3 separate regions of the Mus musculus genome follow, and all the other regions are linked to region 3. The links are chromatin contacts, called in public HiChIP or PLAC-seq maps. All regions are on one chromosome and are shown on one strand. Each heading gives the region's core, a stretch centred on a gene start, on an enhancer-like site or on the middle of the called end of the contact. The rest is flanking DNA. Distances are from core to core; before and after follow the strand shown.

Region 1 (2,722 bases), core at 191-2,690, 630 kb after region 3:
GGGAAGACAGAGCCAACTCTTGAAAGTGGTTCTCTGACCTCCACACACTGATAACCGATAAACCTTGGCATGTTTGTGTATACTCACAGATTAAAATGGGGCCACTGAGGTGGTTCAGAGGTGAAAGGAGCTTGCTGCCAAGCCTGAAGACCTGAGTTCAATTCCACATGGTAGAAGAAGAAGAAGAAAAAAAAAAAACCCAAACTCCTAAAAGTTGTCTTCTGACCTCCACACATGTGCCAAGGCAGGTGCATATTCAAGCACACATATACATGAAATAAATAAATAATATTAACTAGTTAATTCATTGAAATGTTATAAATTTGTTTTAAAGCAAACAGGTTCCAAGGAGCAATGCCTAAGAAAAGTTAACCTCTGACCTACACACATACTCACACACACATGCACATACACTCAAACACTTGTGTATACCTGCACACCCACACAAACAAAAAAAATAGAACTATTGTAAGAATAGTGAAAGTTATGAGTCATTTTGTTTCTAGAATGCACCTTACAATATACTTTAAATTTTTTTTTTTTTTTTTTTTTTTTTTGGGGTTTTCGAGACAGGGTTTCTCTGTGTAGCCCTGGCTGTCCTGGAACTCACTTTGTAGACCAGGCTTGGCCTCGAACTCAGGAATCCACCTGCCTCTGCCTCCCGTGTGCTGGGATTAAAGGTGTGTGCCACCACGCCCAGCGCTATACTTTGAATTTTAATGGCAGGTAATAACCTATAGATGAACAGCAATTACTGTGTGTGCATTCTTAGTTGAATGCCTGTACCTGCCAGCCAGCTGGACCCCCAATGTTTCTGAGACTTGATCTTGACCTTGCTGATGAGGGCTGGAGCTATCATGGATGGAACTGGTGTCTCTAAATTCTATACACTAGGAATGGCTCCCTCCAAAGGACAGAGGCTCAAGAAGTGTTCTGTCCTAACACTCCCTGCCAAGTGCAGCACGGGATCAGAACCGAATCCTTGAGATGACTTCTCTCACAGGGACAGGGATAACTTTGAGTCACGCTGGCTGTCAGACCCTTCTTCATATCTGCTACGTTTGCAGGTTCCTTCTGTGTAAGCCACTTTCTGATAAAGTGGCTTCCTGAGGCCAGCTCATCTGGACTCAGTAATGTTTTCATTGATCTGCTGATGCGCGCATCCTGCTGGGCCGGATGGAAGGCTGCCTCTAACAGCCAGATTCTCACCGGGTATCAAATTCCAGGAACAACTTCATGGCTAGGCACTTCTGACACTCCCATTGTTAGTGAGCTCAGCCTTTGGTTGCAGAGGTAGGTTTGTGAAGGCCTTCCAGTACAGCTGGCCTCCTGCTCCTCGGAGTGCCTTGCCTCTGTGCTCTGTGTCTAACACAGTGCCTGGTACAAAGTACCATAAGGTGCATTGTTGCCACCAGTGCAATCAACATGGAATAGATGACAAATGACTCTGGCTTAGGCAAAATGAATGACTTCAAAATAGTTCACAGATCCCAGATCACATTACTGTGAGTTAGGCTCTCTCTGTCTCTGTCTCTCTGTCTCCGTCTCTGTCTCTCTCTGTCTCTGTCTCTCTGTCTCTCTGTCTCTCTGTCTCTCTGTCTCTCTCTCTCTCACACACACACACACACACACGCACGCACACACACATAAGAAAAAGGCAAAAACAGCCCATGGATGTGTTTCTAACCTGTGTTTGGCAAATGCTTTATGTCTTTATGTGTCAAGATGACTCAGAAGTGTGCTGGGGCAGCTTCCAACGTCTGAAGTGGGGCCTCTCCAGACAGATTCTGGAGGTGTTCAAGGGGCTACCCAGATCTGGATTCTGTCAGGACAAGAAAGGTGGCTGTGGCTAGCAATCCCCCCCCCCCCCCCCCCCCCCCCGCTACTGTGCATATCAGGGAATAAGCCTGGCTTTCATTCTGCTGGCCTGAGCTCTCTGACTGGTAGAAGGTACCACCCACTGCAAAGGGTGCCTGTTCTAGCCAGCATCAGTCATCTTTATCCATTGCTATGACAACCAAAGGAAGTGATTTAAATGGGGGAGGAAACTATTTCAGCTCACAGTTTTGAGGGTAAGGCCCTCCCAGCAGGGCAGGCGAATTTGTGGTGTTGGGGCTACTCTGTCTGTGATGGCAAGCGCTTACAGCTGCTGCTTCTTCACATCTTGGTAGACAAGGAAGTAGAACTAAGACCAGTTCCCAACGACTCACTCCTGCTGCCCAAGCCGTAGCCCCAAGGTTTCCAAACAGCAAGGGTCACATTCAGACTATACCAGTGTCCTAGCACCTTTTTGTTATGATTTCTTATTATTCCAGAAAGTTCTGGAACTGTGTCCACATGTTCATTCCTAGGGAACAAACCACCCCCAAACTGGGGAGGTTCGAAGAGACAGAACATGCAAGACCTGTCTATGGTGGGGTGAGACTCTGGTCCAAGGTGGACTCTCTTTCCTGAGACAGTTTCCTCTCTCTCCTTCTTGCTCCCAGCAGGACAGGGCCACAACCAGGATAGCCTCCTGTGACCTTGTAGGGCATGGTATTCTCAAAGGCTATAGGACTCTTACCTGCCTGCTTGGGGCTGTAAGTTCCATTGTCCTGGTGAACTTGGGGCAAGCTGTGTGACTCCTGGTGACCCAGCCAGGGGACTCTGAAAGCATGTTTTCCTTGGACTTTGTTGGCCAATGTAGTCATGGGGAAGCTAGAGTCTAGGAGCTCTGTCTCTC
Region 2 (2,700 bases), core at 57-2,556, 520 kb after region 3:
GTATGTGCAGAGAAAACTCATAGAAGTCACTCTGCTTGTAGGGGGAAGAACTTCCTGTCTTTCACAAGCCTGCTCGATGCCGTCACTTCTGAAAAGCCTTAGTATGCCCCTAGCCTTCCATGGCACTGTTCACTCATGGGCGTCTCTACAGAAATGACATTGTGCGTGGCTCCTGTGCCAGGTGCATTACGCCCTCCTCCTTGCCACTGCTTACATGAGGGCTTCTGGTATGTGGGGTCTTTGACAGTTTTCACTTTCTGTCTCACACTCCATATGCCAGTCTTAGCTCTATAACCTCAGACAAGTTATGAGTTCCTCAGGTGGGTGGAAGTGTTTCTTCTTTTATGTGACCCTTGTTGGACATACATAAGGGATTGTTGCGTAGTGACCATTTCCCGTCTGCTGAGTTGGAGGCTCTGGGACATGAGTCTGGTAACGTCTTCATCACTAGGCTGTTCTTCAGATCTCACTTGCATCTTTCTGTTGTTCCCTGCAGAGGGCCTCCCCTTCTCCAGTAGCCTGTCTGCCTCTTCCAGTCAAGCACTGGTAGTCCTTAGATATGACGAATATGGTGACTAACTGAGAAGCCTCTTTGTAAAGACCTCAAAAGCAATCACAGGTTTAAATGTGTGTTTGCAGATAAATACATACATATGTTTGCATATAAACAAAGATTTTGTCATCTTCTTTAAGTGCTTAACTCGCATGTGCTTACTAAGACATCTCTGCAGACTGTAAATTAAAAGAATAGCCAGCCACCGAGAGTTCCAAGACCAAGAGTTCCAAGACAAAAAATCCGCAAAAATTCTTTGAAAAATTTTTGGCTAGAAAATTATTTTAATTGACTTTTTAGTACAACTTTTGATGTTAAATATAATGTCAGTGGCAGAGAATCTAAAATAATAAGCATACTTGGGATCTTTAAAAATCCATTGTCAGTGTCCACCATGTGCAGATTTTAGTTGATTATAGTGAAATGACTGGCGGGGAGAAAGAAAGGTGTTCTAGTAAGTACTCATAAGGAATTCCAGAAGCTTCTGGGAGCTAGGACCACTGGTTCTGGAGGCACTGCACCATCTTTGGGTTCTCCAGTGGCATGGAGGGCTGCTTCTGAGCAGGCCTGGCCCTCCTCTCAGGTTTGCTTCTCAGCTTTCCCTGGTTCCTTTGGAGGAGAGGAAGTGTGTGTGTGTGTGTGGGGGGGGGGGGGGGTCTGGAGAAGCCTGAGGGCAGAACCCATGGGTTGCTGAAGTGAGCGAGCCCTGTGGTTGCCATGCCAAGGCCTGGCTGGTGCTGGCTCAAGCTCCGTGTTTGCTTTGTGGGAGCATGCCGGAACTGACCTTTCACTTGCCCTTCACGCTCTGGGTGACTCAAACGCTGAGCCATTGTTTTAGGAACTGATTATGCTTTGACAGTATGGCAGAGGTATTTCCTCAGTGCTGGGCCGAGGCTGGGAGGTGGGTAGATTTTGGTATGATTTTGCTTCAATTGGGAGGACCGCTTTTCTCTTTCTTTGGGTATTGTTTTGCTTTTTCCATCTGTAATACACATGCCAGTCCCAGATGCTGAAATTCACCTGAACCTGTCCAAAAATTGCCAAGAGATCTTGTAGCTTTCACTGGCAGCTTGTAGCCTTAGTGTGGCATTTCTGTTAAAGGCTCACTCTATCCTTGCCATCATATGGAGGCCAAGAGTCAAAACAGACAAATGTGGAAATGTAAGCCATATAAAGCTCTGTGCTTGTAAATCTTCATAGTAGAGCAACTATAACAGTGTGAAGGGAGGCTTTTATTACGTAGATTCATGGAATCTGCCCTCTCTGAAAGTTTGGAGTTGCCGGTTAAATACGTATGTATTTTTCAAAGGAAATCATCAAAAAGGACATTCCGCTCTTATTACAAAGTTATTTTAGGGGTAAATATTTTGATAGATGTGGTTCGGTGCACCTGGGAGCTGAGCCGTAGCTTGAGGCGGTTAGAACAGATGGAGCTCTGAGATAGTTCAAGGCTTGGGTTTTCCCCTGTGCAAGCACATGGCTGGTGGGCCGCAGGAACCTTAACTTTCTCCATGCTGATGTTAGAAAAGTAGCTTTCTTATGGAAAGGTCTCATTACTGAAGCGTTCGGGGACCATCGTAGGTCTTCTCTGAAATAAATGTATAGTGAGGTCTGTTGTGTACACACATTTTATTAAGAGAGAGAATGCAGTCTCTGGCCAGGAGTAAGTCATGTCAGGACTGCCTACATTTGCATCAAATGCAAAGGTCTGGGATTTGGGCGCTGACTGACTGACAGGAACAGCAGAAGCTTAGCAAGACAGAAAGACTGCTGTGAGCTTCCTTCTTTTTTGAAGTTGAGTTGAATCACTAGTCAGATTGAAATCCTAGCATATAATTTTTAAAAATAGTCTAGTGTGTCATCCAACCTTGTCAGGAAATCAGTGTACACGAGCACAGCTCTGGCTGCTTCCCGTGCTCACCTGCCATTTCAGTAGAGAGCTTGCTTGGCTAGGGACATTCTACAATTCTAACACTTCTCCCTCTTTGACTAAAGTGATCTTTTGTCAGCCATGAAAGTATTTGTCCTTGTGAAAGTCACCTCGTAGGAGCCGGGTGGTTTGGTAACCTGAGTCCAGTCATGGGGCCCCGTTCATAAGTTAGTGATCTTGGAACAGGGACCATGTTTGTTGGTGTGATTTGTCTCTG
Region 3 (2,735 bases), core at 55-2,554:
CTGAGCGATGGGCATGGTCACGTGCATTCTACAGACTTGGGATTTCTTTGGCACTAAAGTTGGCTATAAATTGTGTATAAATGTGCATGTGTATGGGGGTGGGGGGAGTTGTATCTTGTTATGCTTAAGGTAGCCCAGCCATGTGCCTGAATGGGTCAGTTCCTACAGCTCTCCCAGGACAAAAAGCCTTGATCTATCCTAATTAGAGTGGTTATCTCCCCATGGCCATGCTGAGTGGCTGGTGGCTAAGGAGGCCAGCTTGGCCTTATCCTTGGTCACTGTGAGAGCCAGCAGAGGGTCCTCCATTGTTACTGTCTCTGATACAACTCTTCTGCTACTCCATGGAATCACCTTATTTTATGGTGCCCTGGCTTATAATTTCATTAGGCTGCTAACATCTTGCTAACGGGGTTGCTAAGCAAAACAAGAGATTATCGTTCTCAGGAGTCCCTCTTGGGCCTGAGACAGACACCAAGCATCCGAGTTAAGTCCAGAGATGGTCTCTAAGACTTAGCTAGCATTTCAAGATGCAAAGGCAATTAAAAAAAAAAGCAGCTTACCACCCAACTCAGGCTCCTGTCAAAAGCCCATGAGTATGTATGCAGTGTGCATGCATGCACCTGGGTAAAAATGTGCACACCACATGCACACAGACTCTGAGGAGGTCCGAAGAGGGTATCAGATTCTATGAAACTACAGTTGTCGATGGTTCCGAGCTACCAATGTGAGGACCTGGGAGGGGAAGTGAACCCAGGTCCTCTGAAAGGACAGCTCGCACTCTGAACAGCTGAGCAAGCTTTCGTGGCCATGTTTTGATTGTCTATACACTAGGAAAATATAATGGCAGTCATTAGTGGAGGGAATTTATCCACAGAAGTTTTCAAAGCACAGAGAACACAACGGGAGCTTTCTGGCAACTGTAACAAATGAGGCTTTCTTTGCCTGCAAGCCTGGCTGTCCCCTAGCTGTGGGCATTGTGGCCTCATGATTCCACGGAGGAAACAGAAGCAGCCAACCAGGCAGAGCCTCGGTGGGGCTGACCTCAAAGGTGCTATGTAAGGGAGGGTGGCCTTGAACTCCTGACTCTCTTGCCTCCACAGACACCATCTTAAAGTTCCTTTACAAGCTTGAGGAGACACCTGAGGGCCTGCTGCTTGGTCAGGGCTGGAGAACAGGTTTATTTTCCTCACCATAACCTTGCACAACAGCCTTAAATCTTTGCAAAGGAATGAAAGGTCAGCACTTGCCCTGAGCAGATGCCAACAGCACTGACTCTCTGGGTGACACCACCTTTGCCTTTCAGGGCTGGCCGTTTGATTTAGAATGTAAGAGTGCAACAGGAACTAAGCAGGGACTTCCTCTGCATCCATGGAAACGGCAGACTTAATTCTCAACCTGCCCTCCTCCTCACCTCCCATGTCAGTGATTCGCGTCTCAACCATCCTGGGAGTCAGAACACCAGGAAATCTGGCCTCTGCCTAGGGAGGAGAAGCAGCACTGGGCTGAGGCCGGCTGTATTTGATTCTCTTCCAAAGAGGTGTCCTCCCCTTCGAAACAGAGGTCGGGCCAAGGCAGTGCTGTCAGTGAACTCATGTGCTAATTTAAAGGGAGATGGGTGGGATCAAGGGACAGTTCAGCAGTGAGTGGCCTTAGAGAACCTGCAGAGTCACTTCCCCTGTGGAGCTAGGAGTCAGTGAGAAAGCTGAACAGGGTGGGGGTGAGATGAACCCTGAGAAGAAGGAGGAAGGAAGCCCAGCCCCGGGGACCGGGGACCGGGAGGGCAGCTGTTGGTGGGCTTGACATCTGTCATCTGAACAGTGAACCCTTGCAGAAATGCAGGCGGGCAGGGCGTGGATCGCTCGCAAAGCCTTGGCCTTGGCCCAGCTGCCAAGGGGAAACAGGTGGCCAGCCAGTCACCTCCCTCCACACCCTAGAAGGGACAAGATTGAAGGCACACTGGAGTCTCAGTCAGGACAGCATGCTTCTGTGGGGGTCTCTAGCGGCCTGCCTTGCCCACAAGTGGCATGAAGACACACTTGCCGTTCTTGGGTTCCGTGCAGACTATAAACCCAGGCGTGAGAGCTGCCATGGGAACACAAGAATGATGGAGGCTGAGGCTGAGAACCCACCCTGAGAACACACGTTCCTGTAGGTGCACTCACCAGAGGTAAATGAGAGAGGCAGCCAGAGCCCAGCAGTTAAGGCAGACACATTCCGGCTGCGAATAGGGGACTAGTAGAGCGCCCCATAACCACACAGTGAAATGGTATAGGTAGGGCCCTCTTTATAAGGTCCTGTAGCCCCCACGTTTTGTCAGACCAGAACAACATGACTTCACTGATGGGGTCCTTTAAGCTGGAGAGGGGAGCCCCTGGCAGAAATCTAATAAAACATGTTTGGTAGTCACTACCCATACAAGGGAGAACCAAGAACATTTCGATTTGTTGATGACAAAAGGTTGTGGCCTTGCTCCTTGGACCTGGAGGAGCCCTTTCTTCTACCAAGGAAGGCAACTGCTTAGCAGAGCCACCCAAGTGCCGTCCACACCCTACCACTGAATTAATAATGCTGAGTGGAGCTTCAAAGGAATCCCCAACCATCAAAAAAAAAAATATGCTTGGAAAGAGAAAAGTCACATCTGAAACAGGAAGAGGCATGGAAGAGGCATCTGTTTCCCAATCTCCCTCCACGGTGGAGAGCCACACCCTCAGGCCCAATGGCCAAGAGATGGGGTG

What was found. HiChIP or PLAC-seq counts read pairs in DNA pulled down with a chosen protein or histone mark.
Region 1: an HNF4G HiChIP or PLAC-seq map of pancreatic cancer cells shows a contact between it and region 3. The contact joins two enhancer-like sites. A contact is called at or near these places in 1 of 39 promoter capture datasets (hippocampal neurons) and 2 of 115 datasets of contacts at active chromatin or transcription factors (memory CD8 T cells and pancreatic cancer cells).
Region 2: an HNF4G HiChIP or PLAC-seq map of pancreatic cancer cells shows a contact between it and region 3. The contact joins two enhancer-like sites.

The regions. Positions count from the first base shown.
Region 1 is chr15:59,637,096-59,639,817 of GRCm38.p6, forward strand. No RefSeq gene overlaps it. Among named protein-coding and RNA genes, the nearest start is that of Trib1, 10 kb to the right of the region's middle. Within about 2 kb of position 1,441, at least 18 of the 459 cell types and tissues checked have an H3K27ac peak or open chromatin away from gene starts, as enhancers often do. A contact at or near this core is called in pancreatic cancer cells, where this site is marked.
Region 2 is chr15:59,522,890-59,525,589 of GRCm38.p6, forward strand. The region is part of intron 4 of Nsmce2 (NSE2/MMS21 homolog, SMC5-SMC6 complex SUMO ligase); the gene reads left to right. Among named protein-coding and RNA genes, the nearest start is that of Gm36677, 94 kb to the right of the region's middle. Within about 2 kb of position 1,307, at least 149 of the 459 cell types and tissues checked have an H3K27ac peak or open chromatin away from gene starts, as enhancers often do. A contact at or near this core is called in pancreatic cancer cells, where this site is marked.
Region 3 is chr15:59,002,572-59,005,306 of GRCm38.p6, forward strand. All of the region lies in intron 3 of Mtss1 (MTSS I-BAR domain containing 1), which reads right to left. Among named protein-coding and RNA genes, the nearest start is that of Gm41330, 9.4 kb to the left of the region's middle. Within about 2 kb of position 1,305, at least 181 of the 459 cell types and tissues checked have an H3K27ac peak or open chromatin away from gene starts, as enhancers often do. A contact at or near this core is called in pancreatic cancer cells, where this site is marked.